2 separate regions of the Mus musculus genome follow, and region 2 is linked to region 1. Evidence: chromatin contacts called from public HiChIP or PLAC-seq data. All regions are on one chromosome and are shown on one strand. The core of a region is the stretch at or near the end of the contact, and the rest is flanking DNA. Distances in the headings are between cores, read along the strand shown.

Evidence for each region. HiChIP or PLAC-seq counts read pairs in DNA pulled down with a chosen protein or histone mark.
Region 2: a contact with region 1 is called in an H3K4me3 HiChIP or PLAC-seq map of bone marrow-derived macrophages, with 2.5 times the contacts expected there. The contact joins the promoter of Hrh1 here to the enhancer-like site in region 1. A contact is called at or near these places in 2 of 39 promoter capture datasets (hippocampal neurons and second pharyngeal arch cranial neural crest), 23 of 484 Hi-C or Micro-C datasets (the C2C12 cell line, adipose-derived mesenchymal stem cells, bone marrow-derived macrophages and 16 more), 7 of 115 datasets of contacts at active chromatin or transcription factors (T-cell acute lymphoblastic leukemia, bone marrow-derived macrophages, embryonic midbrain and 3 more) and 3 of 9 other capture datasets (adipose tissue, macrophages and pancreatic islet).

Annotation. Positions count from the first base shown.
Region 1 is chr6:114,360,695-114,366,171 of GRCm38.p6, reverse strand. The region is part of intron 2 of Gm38875 (a long non-coding RNA gene); the gene reads left to right. Among named protein-coding and RNA genes, the nearest start is that of Gm38875, 34 kb to the left of the region's middle. Within about 2 kb of position 1,296, at least 16 of the 459 cell types and tissues checked have an H3K27ac peak or open chromatin away from gene starts, as enhancers often do. A contact at or near this core is called in adipose tissue, bone marrow-derived macrophages, conventional dendritic cells and 1 more, where this site is marked.
Region 2 is chr6:114,393,802-114,399,466 of GRCm38.p6, reverse strand. It overlaps Hrh1 (histamine receptor H1), which reads right to left and starts at 1,531. Exons shown (of 2, transcript NM_001317125.1): 1 at 1,469-1,531. Gm38875 (a long non-coding RNA gene) reads left to right here and starts at 1,716. Exons shown (of 3, transcript XR_869365.2): 1 at 1,716-1,814.

The DNA.
Region 1 (5,477 bases), core at 47-2,546:
AGGGAGTCATCTGGGTGTAAATCTGGCCTTGGTGTGATCTCTTAGGGGCTGTAGAATTGCTTATGCAACACGGAGGTGCTCCTGCTTCAGCTGAGATGGGCCAGAGTTCCATACTCCCATCTCAGCCATTAGCCCTAGAGTCTGGGGGTTTCTGTTCTGAACAACTCTCCAGAAATAAGGAGTCTGGGCAGTTGTGAATTCTTAGCAGCCAATGAACAGGTAGTTGAAGTGTGGGTGCCTAACTTACTCTGAGTGGAAAAGACCCCCTACCAGAGCTTTTGTGACATGGAGCAGGTCATGAGGAAGTGTTACCTGTGTTTTGGCTGCATAAGGAAAAGCACCCCATCCCAAAGGAAAGTACACCCAACTATTGTAGAGTGGAATCACCGGCCATAAGCTATGGCTGAAGTTCTCAACAGCCAGAAGCTGGCAAGGGCCGTGCCCTGGTGCCTGCATGAGAAAGCTGGGCTTGCCTGGAGAGGGGAGGGAGTAGTGAAAAGGGCCCTTTAGGCTCTTAGACCCTGGAAACCTGCTGCCTGCTCCTGCCAATTTCCCATAACATCTGCTTCCAGATGTTTCCACACACTGACCCTGAGTCAGCTTTGTGTCTCATGGGTCCACCAGTCTCATATTCCCACTCTGTCCTTCTCTGTTTTTTTGTCATGTACACTTAGAAGTATGAATGCTGACCCTGGATATGCCAGGATCTGCTCAACCCAGAGCTCCTCTGAGAGCGCTTTCTAGAAACATCGAGCTGGTCCTGTGCCTGGATCGTTCCCATCCTCATGGAAGGAAAGACAGTAGACTTCTGGGCTGGTTAGTTTTTTTGTCAACTTGACACAAGCGAAGGTCATCTAAGAAACTGCCTCCAACGGATGGTCAAATGGCAAAGCTGGCAGGCACTTTCCTTTTCTTTTCTTTTTTTTTCTTGTTTTTAATAAAGGCTTACTTTTATTTATTTGTATAAGTGTTTAGCTGCATTTTTGTATGTATACCATGTATGTGTAGTGTCTGTGGAGGCCAGAAGATCCCTTGGACAGCTGTGAGCTGCTGTGTGAGCTGCTGGGACCCAAATCCAGGCTCTCTGCAAGAGCAGCCGGTGCTATTAATAGTTACACTATCTCCCCCATTTCTTGATTATTGACTGATGTGGGTGAGCCCAGCCCATATTGTGCCATGATGCCCCTGGGCAGGTGGTCTTGGGTTATATATGAAAGAAGGCTGAGCAAGCCAATAAACAGCATTCTTCCTCATTCTCATCTGTTTCGGTTCCTGCCTTGGCTTCCCTTCATGACAGACCACAAAAGATTAAATAAACTCCTTTTCTCATGTTCCTTTTGGTCATGGTGCTTACCACGCGATAGAAATCTAACTAGAATCAGATGGACCTCGCTTTGACTCCAGCTCTGTCATCTGCTAGCTGTGGGATCCTGCTCAAGTTGTTATCCATCTCTGGCTGCTAGCTTCCTCTTCCTTAAAACACGCTTACCCTAACACCTCTGTTCAGAATGGGTAAGGGGAGAAGTAAGAGCTTTATCACATTTTGTGTCTTGCAGTATGTGGTAGACATTTCCTATAAGCAGACCCCTTCCTGTCTCCTGAAAGAGACCTGACGCCCCTAAGGGGCAGCTTGCATGGATTCACCATGGTACCAGGCCACTCATCCTGTCTGCCTGGACTTGGGGGTTTTCTTCAGTTCTGGGTGCCTTGTCCTGCAGGCTTCTGTTTCCTGTCCGAGTCACTACCCTTCAAAGGCTCAATTGTCTGTTGTCTTCAGAAACCTCGCTCTCATGGGCACCTGATCACACTTTCCGAGCAGAAGAACGGTTTCACTAAGTTTTTGCCAGGAACTGGTCTTTTGTTCATAGCCCAGAGAAGTTGACAAGTGTGGTCGGGCGTCACCAGTGTGGTCTTCAAAAGGACTAGTTCTGGAAAGAAGGTGGGACTCAGTCTGAAAGTGATGGACAAATGATGCCAGATGACTCCCAGGGGCCACAGGCTGAGCAGAGCCTGAGATCAGACACATCAGACACTAGACATATCCACCTATTCCGTTAAGGACTCCTACTGTGCCAAGAAAGGCAGGGTTGGTGACAGGGCTGCCAAAACCAGATAACAGTTCTCACAGCTGGGGTGGGCATGGGGGGCAGCTACCAACTGTGTCCCCCATTTCCACTCATGGTGCTGTCTGATTCCACGAGACCCAAACAGATTTCTTAGCCCCCATCCTGGAAATGGCGCTATTTTCCAAAGCACAGCCACACCAAGAACGGCACTTATCATGCCAGATCGGGTCATTTTTCCTCCTCTAGAAACATGATTATTCCCAAGAGGTATCGTGGCTAATTGTTTTGTAAAAACTTGCTGTTAGCAGCTTCCTCGTGATTTCCATTATATTCACAGTTTTAGAAGCAACGCACATGAGGTAACCATTTACATGTTAAGATATACTGTGTTCACAGTGTATAATGGATTATAATGTGAATATGATAAAGGACTGATGAAGGATATTAAATGTTTAATTTTACTTTCGGGATAGCATTTGAAATGTAAATGAAGAAAATATCTAATAAAAAATTGAAGAAAAAAAAGAGAGACTGGAGGCCCCAGGGAGTTTAGAGGTCAGGAGGGGTTGGGGCGGGGGCATCCACATGGAGACAGGGTGGTGTGGGGAAGAGGTGTGGGGTGTGGAGCAGATGGAGGGTGGATGGGAGGGGGCGGGAATGGATTATGGAGTGTGAAAAAATATATTAAAAGTAAAATAAAATTTAAAAAAATAGAAAAAATAAATAAATGTTTAATTTATTGTATCCTCAGAGGCCAGAAGAAGGTCCTGAAGATAGGTGCAGGGAATCAAACCCAGGTCCTCTGGAAATGCAATCAGCTCTTAACCAGTAATCTGGCTCTCTGGTTTCCAGTTTAATTAAATCTTCCCTGTTTACAACCCTGCAAACTCTACCTGCATCAAGGGCTACATCATTTCCACCATACCCAAAAGGCCCCTGGCTATTGATTAATAGCCCAAATCCCACCCTCCCTACCACAAAGTTAACACCACCCCCAGTTTGCCACCAGAGCTGGGTTCTGCCCAGTTTTAAACTTCATATAATGAAACCGTGTATGGTCTGCAGTCTCATTCAGTTAACATAATAGTCCATACGAGTTGCGTTATCTATTGTCATTCTGTTATATGACCACTTCTTGCTAAATGGTTTCCAGGGGACAAACAAAAGCTGATTGTTTTAAGCAGGAAAGTCATGGAGCATGCTAGATTTCAAGGAGTAGAATATGAAGGGTGAGGGATGGCAAGAGGGTTTAGAACATGAAGGTGCTTGCTGCCAACCCTGACAGCCTGAGTTTGATCCCCAGGACTCACAGTAGAAAGAGAAAAGCTACTGTTACAAGTTATCCTCTGACCTCTACATGTGTACTGTGTCGTGCATGTATACACACATGTGCACACGCACACACAAGCACTCTAACTAATGAAATAAGTAAATGGATTTAGAGTTGAATGGGAGGAAATTTAGAGATCATGCTCAGCTTCCTCAATTTCTGTGTGAGGTTCAGAGAAGGGAAGTGACTAGGCCAAGCCCAAGGTTACACTGCTTTGTGAGGCCGAGCTGAGGTTAAGCCAAATCTGCTTCTCCAGGCAGCTGGAACTAGCTTCCCTTGTTTTGGTTGGCTGGTTGGTTTGCCTTTGGTTTTGCTTGTCGTTTATTTGAGACAGAGTTTCTCTGTGTAGCCCTGGCTGTCCTAGAACTCACTCTGTAGACCAGGCTGGCTTCAAGTTCACAAAGATCTGCCTGCCTCTGCCCGCTGAGTGCTGGGATTAAAGGTGTATGCCACCACTGCCTGGCTGGAACTACCTTTTAAAGATATTTATTCATGTATGTGTATTCAAGATCCCCCACTCTCTCTCTCTCTGTATCTCTCTCTCTCTCTCTCTCTCTCTCTCTCTGTGTGTGTGTGTGTGTGTGTGTGTGTGTGTGTGTGTGTGTGTGTGTGTGTGTGTGTACTCACGTACCTGCAGAGCTAGAGGATACTCAGATCCTTTGAAACTGGAGTTGAAGGAAGTTGGGAATCAGCTAACGTGGCTGCTGAGAAGCAAACTTGGGTCCTCTGGAAGAACAAGAGCTCTAACTGCTGAGCCAGCACTCCAGTCCCCTGCCTTTATCCATTCTTGTCCTGTCCTGTCCTGTCTGTTCTGTCCTGTCCTATCCAGTCTTGTCCTGTTCTGCCCTATTCAGTCCTGTCTAGTTCTGTCCTGTCCTATCCTGTTCTATCCAGTTCTGTCCAGTCCTGCCCAGTTCTGTCCAGTCCTGTTCTGTTCTGTCCTGTCTTATCCTATCCAGTCCTGTCCTTTTCTGTCCTGTCATGTCCAGTCCTGTCTTGCTCTATCATCTGCTGTCCTCTACTCTCCTCTTGGCCTTGCCTATTTTTTCCTACCCCTTCTCTCTACACCTCACTTAATCTATTAAATAGCTAAACAGAAGCAAACCTTTACAACCTAAGAGGCTTGCAAGGCTTTCTGCACACACAATATGTTCCCATGGGAACATATGATAAAATTTATTTCCGAGGTGTCAAAACTGTGTCTGTTATGAAGTAACAGACACAGATTTATAAATGTTCATAAAAGAGAAAGAAGAGCAACTAATGATTCATAAGAAACAGACTGTTTGTATCAGCGTTCCTGTGGTGGAAACCCCAAACAAGGGAAACCCTCAGTTCTCAGCTTGCTTTGCACAAGGCTAAAATCTGGATGCTCATGTGTGTTCCAAGCCTGATTTCACTGGTTTTTTTTTCCCCACCTTTTATGGCTGTAGAAAAAAAAAGTTAAGTCAGATATACCAGGGTTCACATTATGGTCTCTGTTTTTGAAGCTTCGTTATGTCATAGCTTGCTTTCTAGTGCTCTGATGAAACACCACGCATGACTAAAAGCATCTTGGGGAGGAAAAGGGTTATTTCATTTTACAGCTTGTAGTTTGTCAGCCAGAGAAGTTGGAGCAGCAACTCTCAGCAGAAACCTGGAGGCAGGAACTGAAGCAGAGCCTCCTGAGGAATATTGCTTACCAGCTTCCTCCTCAAAGCCAAGCTTTCTTATAACACCCAGGACTACCAGCCCAGGGGCAGCACCACCCACATCAATCAAGAAAATGCACTATCGGCTTGCCCACAAGCTCGCCCCGCAAGCCAATCTAGTAGAGGCACTTTTCAAAATTGACTCTAGCTAGTGTCAAGTTGACATAAAACTAGATGGCACAGTTATTACATAGTTCACTCCTATGAACTTCAATTTCCCCTGCAGACTGGGCACAGACAGTATCAATTGTCCTGCCATGATGCTAGGGGCATCTTTTCAGGCACCAAGTAGATACTCGATGCATCCTCTTGGGATAAATTTGGATATTTGGATTCAGGAAGAGTTCCTTGGGGGAGATGAGGTGTGTCTGGCAGAGTAAAAGCAAGGAA
Region 2 (5,665 bases), core at 282-2,781, 33 kb before region 1:
CAACATGGGCGGAGCAGGGATTCCTAGAAAGCTACTCAATGACAGCAACCCACCCAGAGCCCCATCGGAGGCAGAAGCAGGGATGCTGCGGACCCTGTTGCCTAGCATCCCTCTATTGTTTGTCTCCACCGCTGCCAGCCACAGCACAGAAGGACCTGAGGTTCCATCCGCCTCTTGAGTCTCACTGATAATTTAAGATACAGGCAAGATTGGTTGGTACTCAATCCACTCCACCACGGACCAGCTGGGCAACTCTAAGCAATCTATTGAACCTCTCTGAGTGTCCACCTATCGCTCAATAACGGTACCTTGCATGGCTGCTGTATAAACTATGTTAATCCATAACCATCTCATAACCATGGGGGGGGGGGCTCTTTCTCTGTCTCCAAGGATTGCCGGTGGCCTTCAGGCCCCCAAGAGTGTCGGATCTCCACCTACTCTCTCCTTTTTGTTCCAGTAACACACTTCACCCCTGGTTCAGGGTCCTGCCCTTCCTCCTCCCCACCCCCCACCCCCCAATAACAGAACGCGCTCTCAGAGCAGTCAGCCTGGGGATCTTCCAGTTCCCTCAGCTCCATTCCGTCTGGAGGTGGGAGCCCCCTGTCGGAGGAGAGCCACCCTGCCTGGAGCAACCCTGTGTCTCCATCGCCCAGGCTAGCAAGCGCCTCAAAGGTGGCTTCTGTAAAGATCAGTTGTGCTCTGATTCAAGACTCTAACTTTCAGAGCAACACGGCGTAAATTGCAGAATTTGGTATCCCCTAACGCTCTCTGGGAAAAGGCAGCCCTCAAGGATCTTCTCTGCCATCAGAACACACCCTGGCCACAGTATCAAGTCTTCTGGCTCGGCCAGGAAACGACGATAAAGCCGGCTAGGAAAGGAGGGAGCGCTGGCTCAGACGCTTCTCATACCCAGACACCTGGTTTGGGTTCCACCTAGCTAAGAAGCTTGGATTCATCCAATTCAGTCTCAAGGCTGTTCTCTAAGAGACAACTTTCCCTCCCCAAGCCTCAGTTTCCTCCTCTGTAAAGTGGGTATACTAGTAGTACCTGGGTCCCGGAGATTCAGAAGGATTTGAGATAGTGGATGTCCGGAGCTTGGCACGGAGATCGCACCTCAACCCAGAGTCTGCGTCCACGGTTAGCATCAAAGCCAAACCCTGAGGAATCTCGGGGAGCCGTTGAGGAGGCCCCCTGGCCCAGAAATCGGAGGCGGACTCTAACCGGTGAGCCCGGCCCCAGCTCCGGGAAGCCACAGGTGTTTGTGCTTACGGGCATAGCAGCCACAGCTCCGATACCCTGCCCAGGCCGCTAGAGCATCCGGCGCGCCCACCTCGTGCGGCCACCTGCGGGATGTCCCCACCGCCCTGCGGGGGCGCGGAACTCAGAGCTGGGCGTGCGCGCATCCTTGCCCTCCTCCCGCCGCCCGCCACCGGGTTCCCGCCCCTGCCCGCGCTGCGCTCCGACTCACCCGCGCCAGCTCCGGGGAAAGTTTGGCGGCGGCGGCCAGACTGCTCGGTGCGGTGGCGGAGGCGGCCGCGGGGGTGGCGGGAGCACGCGGAGGCGGCCTCGGGGGAGGAGCCGCTGAGAGGCCCGCCCACCAGCAGCCCCAGGGCACCCTCCCCCGCCCATCTTCTACCGCCGCGCCCCGCATCTGTGGCGGAGCCCTGAGCTTGGCAAGAAGCCAAGGATGGATCGGAAGCCTGGCGACAGCCCTCCGACACTGCCACCGCATGCTAACCCGGGGACACGCAGAGCCACAGACCAGACCTCAGATAAGGAGGAGCTGACAGGATTCTTCGCAAATTCAACCGCAGGTGGACCAAGGGACTAGTTGGGTTTTTGTTTTGTTTTGTTTTGTTTTGTTTGGGTTTTGTTTTGGTTTTTTGTTTTTTAAATTAGTGACACTGATTGATCCGGATCACCAAGACTCGGGAGGTTTAGAACCGCACAACCACTGTTTCTCTAGATCCTGAAGAATGAATGCGCTCTCGCCCTCTCCCTCCCTCTTTCCCTCCTTCCCTCCTGTCCTCATCCTGCAAGTGCTATGCTGAAACTCAGGGCCTTGCGCTGAGCTATCCCGACCTTGTTCAACTCTCACTGTACCATTACACTTAGGAACCTGTGCCGGCTAAGAGGAGAAGGCGAGAGTGTGTTTTTGTGTGTGTGTGTGTGTGTGTGTGTGTGTGTGTGTGTGTGTTGGGGAAACTTAAGGAACTGTTTTTTTGTTTTTTGGGTTTTGTTTTTCTGAGCTAGGAGAGGGCGTTTCTCCTTCTTTGCTAGGGAAAACCCTTTTAACATTCAATTGTGGCTTCAGATGGCAACAGTCAGGGAAGGGAGAACAACTGAGGAAGGGAAGTGGCTCCTCTTTGCTATGACACCGTGCCCCCTAGAAGGGGCTCATCCTCCCGCAGTGGTATGTAGTTGTGGGAATGCAGGCCCAGCCCTGTGTGGCTCAGTTCCAGACTTGTATGGATGTCTTAGTCCCCTCCTCGTAGCCCTGATTTAAATCTCAAACTACACCAGAAAAAAGAAGCAGTCATCAGCCCTATTTATAGATGATGGGCAGGTTTTGTAGCTTCTACCATGTCCTCACCGAGAACTGCACTTCTAGCCTACCCAGCCCAAGTCCAAAGGCCAAAGTTTTTAACACAGAGGGGCGGAGGACAAGTTAATGATGTCTTTTACACAAAGGGCTTACTTGGTAAGCACCTCGATATAGCCCTTGACCTTGAGCCTGTCTGTGCCTGCCTGGAAGGTGGGACTCCAGACTCATTTGAAATGCCCTTAGGAACCCAGGCAACAGGTGGCTGAATTCAGGTCAGCTGGCAGACCTGGGTGCCAACCCTGCCAGACCCTGACCCTCTTTGACCTGTACCTCCAGAGACCAAGGAGCCCAGGAATCCACAGCACGTTCTACTTCCAGTTGCTACTCTAGGGCCTCCATATTTACACTTTGTGGGACTAATGCACTGTTTGGAACTGAAGGAGTGACCAGGATCGCACCTGTTATAAACTGTAAGGCAAGATATTTCCTCTTCACAGCTGTGGAGTTTACAGGAGTTGGGGCGTATGGCAGAGAGCCTTGGAAATCATCTCTCTTCTTCCTGAAAGTCAGCAGCGCCCGATAACTTGGAATTCTGCTTGAGAAGGTTTCACTTCCTAAGGCCTATTATGGTCTTGTTCTACCCATGGGATTTTTAGAAAAATCAGCATTTTAGAAACAGTGTATCAGGCATTATTTGAAGCTTCTGTTGTTTTTTGGGTTTTGTGTTTTGTTTATTTTGTTGTCATTTTGTGACTGACAGAGCATAGGGTAACCTGGGCCATGTCTAGCTGAAGTCAGCCAACTACCAAGAGGTAGGTAGCAAGTGAAAAAACAAGGCTAGTCCTCTTGTCCTCCTGTCCTCCTGTCCTTCCATCCAGTGGAGGCTCTTCCCTGAGAGGAGTCAACTTGCCTGCTTCTCAGAGCAGCTCAAAGGGAGGCTCTGTCTTCATCTGGTTTGCAAATGAGAAAACTGAGTGTTCTTGATTGGCCAAGCCTGAGTCACATGCTGATGGCTGGTCTAGTCAACTGCTCTTCAGACACTTAAGATTAAAAGAGGGCAAGAGATGGCTCCCCAGATTCAGGTGTGATGAGCAGAATGTGGCATTGGATCTGGGGATTGCAGGAGTCCCCTCTCTCCAGAACTGTTTTTGGGATTGGGTCAGTGTGTGTGTGTGTGTGTGTGTGTGTGTGTGTCTGTGTGTCTGTGTGTGTGTGTGTCTGTGTGTCTGTGTGTGTGTGTGTGGTGTGTGTCTGTGTGTGTGTCTGTGTGTGTCTGTGTGTGTGTGTGTGGTGTGTGTCTGTGTGTGTGTATCTGTGTGTGTGTTTGTGTGTGTATGTAGGTCAGGGCAGCCTTTGGCACTGGTAGGTGCTCAGTAACTGAGTGACCTCCCTTCCTTCCTCTTCTGGAAAACAGGAACTGTGGCTCACCAAACCCAGGCCAACTTCTCCCTATTCACATAGGGAAACTGAGGAAGATCCATAGAAGGGACTTGTCCAAGGTACCCCAACCTTGTCAGCCATAGAAACATGACTGACTGGGTACAAATCCCACTGGAAGCTGTCAGCTGTCAAGTTGCAGCTCCACCACCACCAACCCTCTCCCCCCCCCCCCACCCACACACACTGGTGAGGAGGGAGCTGACTGCCTTCATAGACGAGACTGGAAACTCACAAAGCCTTCCCAACCCAGAGGAAGTGAGTACCACTTATGTTGGGCTCTCAAGTCATGCCACAAGCTCTAGACAACGTAGTTCTGGGCAGAGTGCCCAATCAGCTCCCACCCATTAGAGCTTACGTCAGCCAGTTCCTCAGGGGACAGCACGCTCTGGGTGCTGAGAGACCCCCAAAGCTGTTCTTATGAAACTGCCCAGATTAGACAAGATGGCTCTTTGCTTGACTGTTCCTCTGCTTGGTTTGAGAGAGCAAAGTGCATGTTACAGGACCAGAGTGGGGAGAGAGCAGGCTGTCCTTCAGTCATCAATGTCAGCCTTCCAGTAGGCTCTCACCCAAGTCCCAATCCCTGGCCTTAGACAGTGTTACAGTTTGGATCTGGAATGTCCTCAAAGGCTCATGTGTTCAAGCCTTGGTCCCCAGCTGGTGACACTATTGGAGAGGGTGGGGAATAGGAGTTGGGGCTCAGAGGGAGGAAGCAGGCCTCTGGGAACAGGATCTGATGGTTGTATTTTATCCCCTGCTCCTTCCTCTTAGTCTTTCCCTCTCTCTTTGCTTCCTGGGAACCATGATATAAGCAGTCTCTCCCTCCACAATGAGCTTCTGTTGCCTTGAGCTTCTGCCTCAGTTTGGGCCCAAAATAATGGAGCAGACCACTGGAAGCCATGAGTTAAAAAAAAAAAAAAACCTGGAAGCCATGAGTTTAAAAACCCTGGAAGCCATGAGTTAGAACAACCCTTTCTCATCCCAAAAGTTGACCTTTTTCCCCAGAAAATTTGTCACAGTGATGGAAAGCTAAAACTGGAAGTCTTATTCTTCCACTTCAAGGTTGACAAGATACACGGTGAGGAATAAGTCTGTCTATCTATCTTACTGCCTGTCTGTCTATCTGAAGGGACTCTAGCCAGCTCAAGCATGGCAACATAGCTTTGGCAAGGCTTGCTCTTCTCCCCTATTCCCTTTGCTTTGCTAAAAAAAAAAAAAAAAAAAAAAAAAAAAAAAAAAACAACAACAACAACAACAACAACAACAAAACAAAACAAACAAAAAAAACTGTTAGATAACATCCTCAAACCTAACCACCAAGGTCCACTACCTATCTGGCCACTTCCTCCTCTTGAGGCTGACCACCAAAGTCCAGCTATCCAAGTACTGAAGTGCAGCAATAAGAAACCCTCTTTGGCTCACCTAATTAATATGTCTGACATATTAATTAGACACCTCATCCTGGCTCAGGGTTTCGCTTTATAAACTGTCACTTGCCTATGGCATGTCTGTCTCTTCTCTATCCAGAGGCAGTCCTTTGTTATCATCCTGCCTCTGCCTCTGCCTCTGCCTCTGCCTCTGCCTCTGCCTCTGCCTCTGCCTCTGCCTCTGCCTCTGCCTCTGCCTCTGCCTCTGCCTCTGCCTCTACCAGGCAAATATCCCTTCTCCCTCTCTTTATTCCCT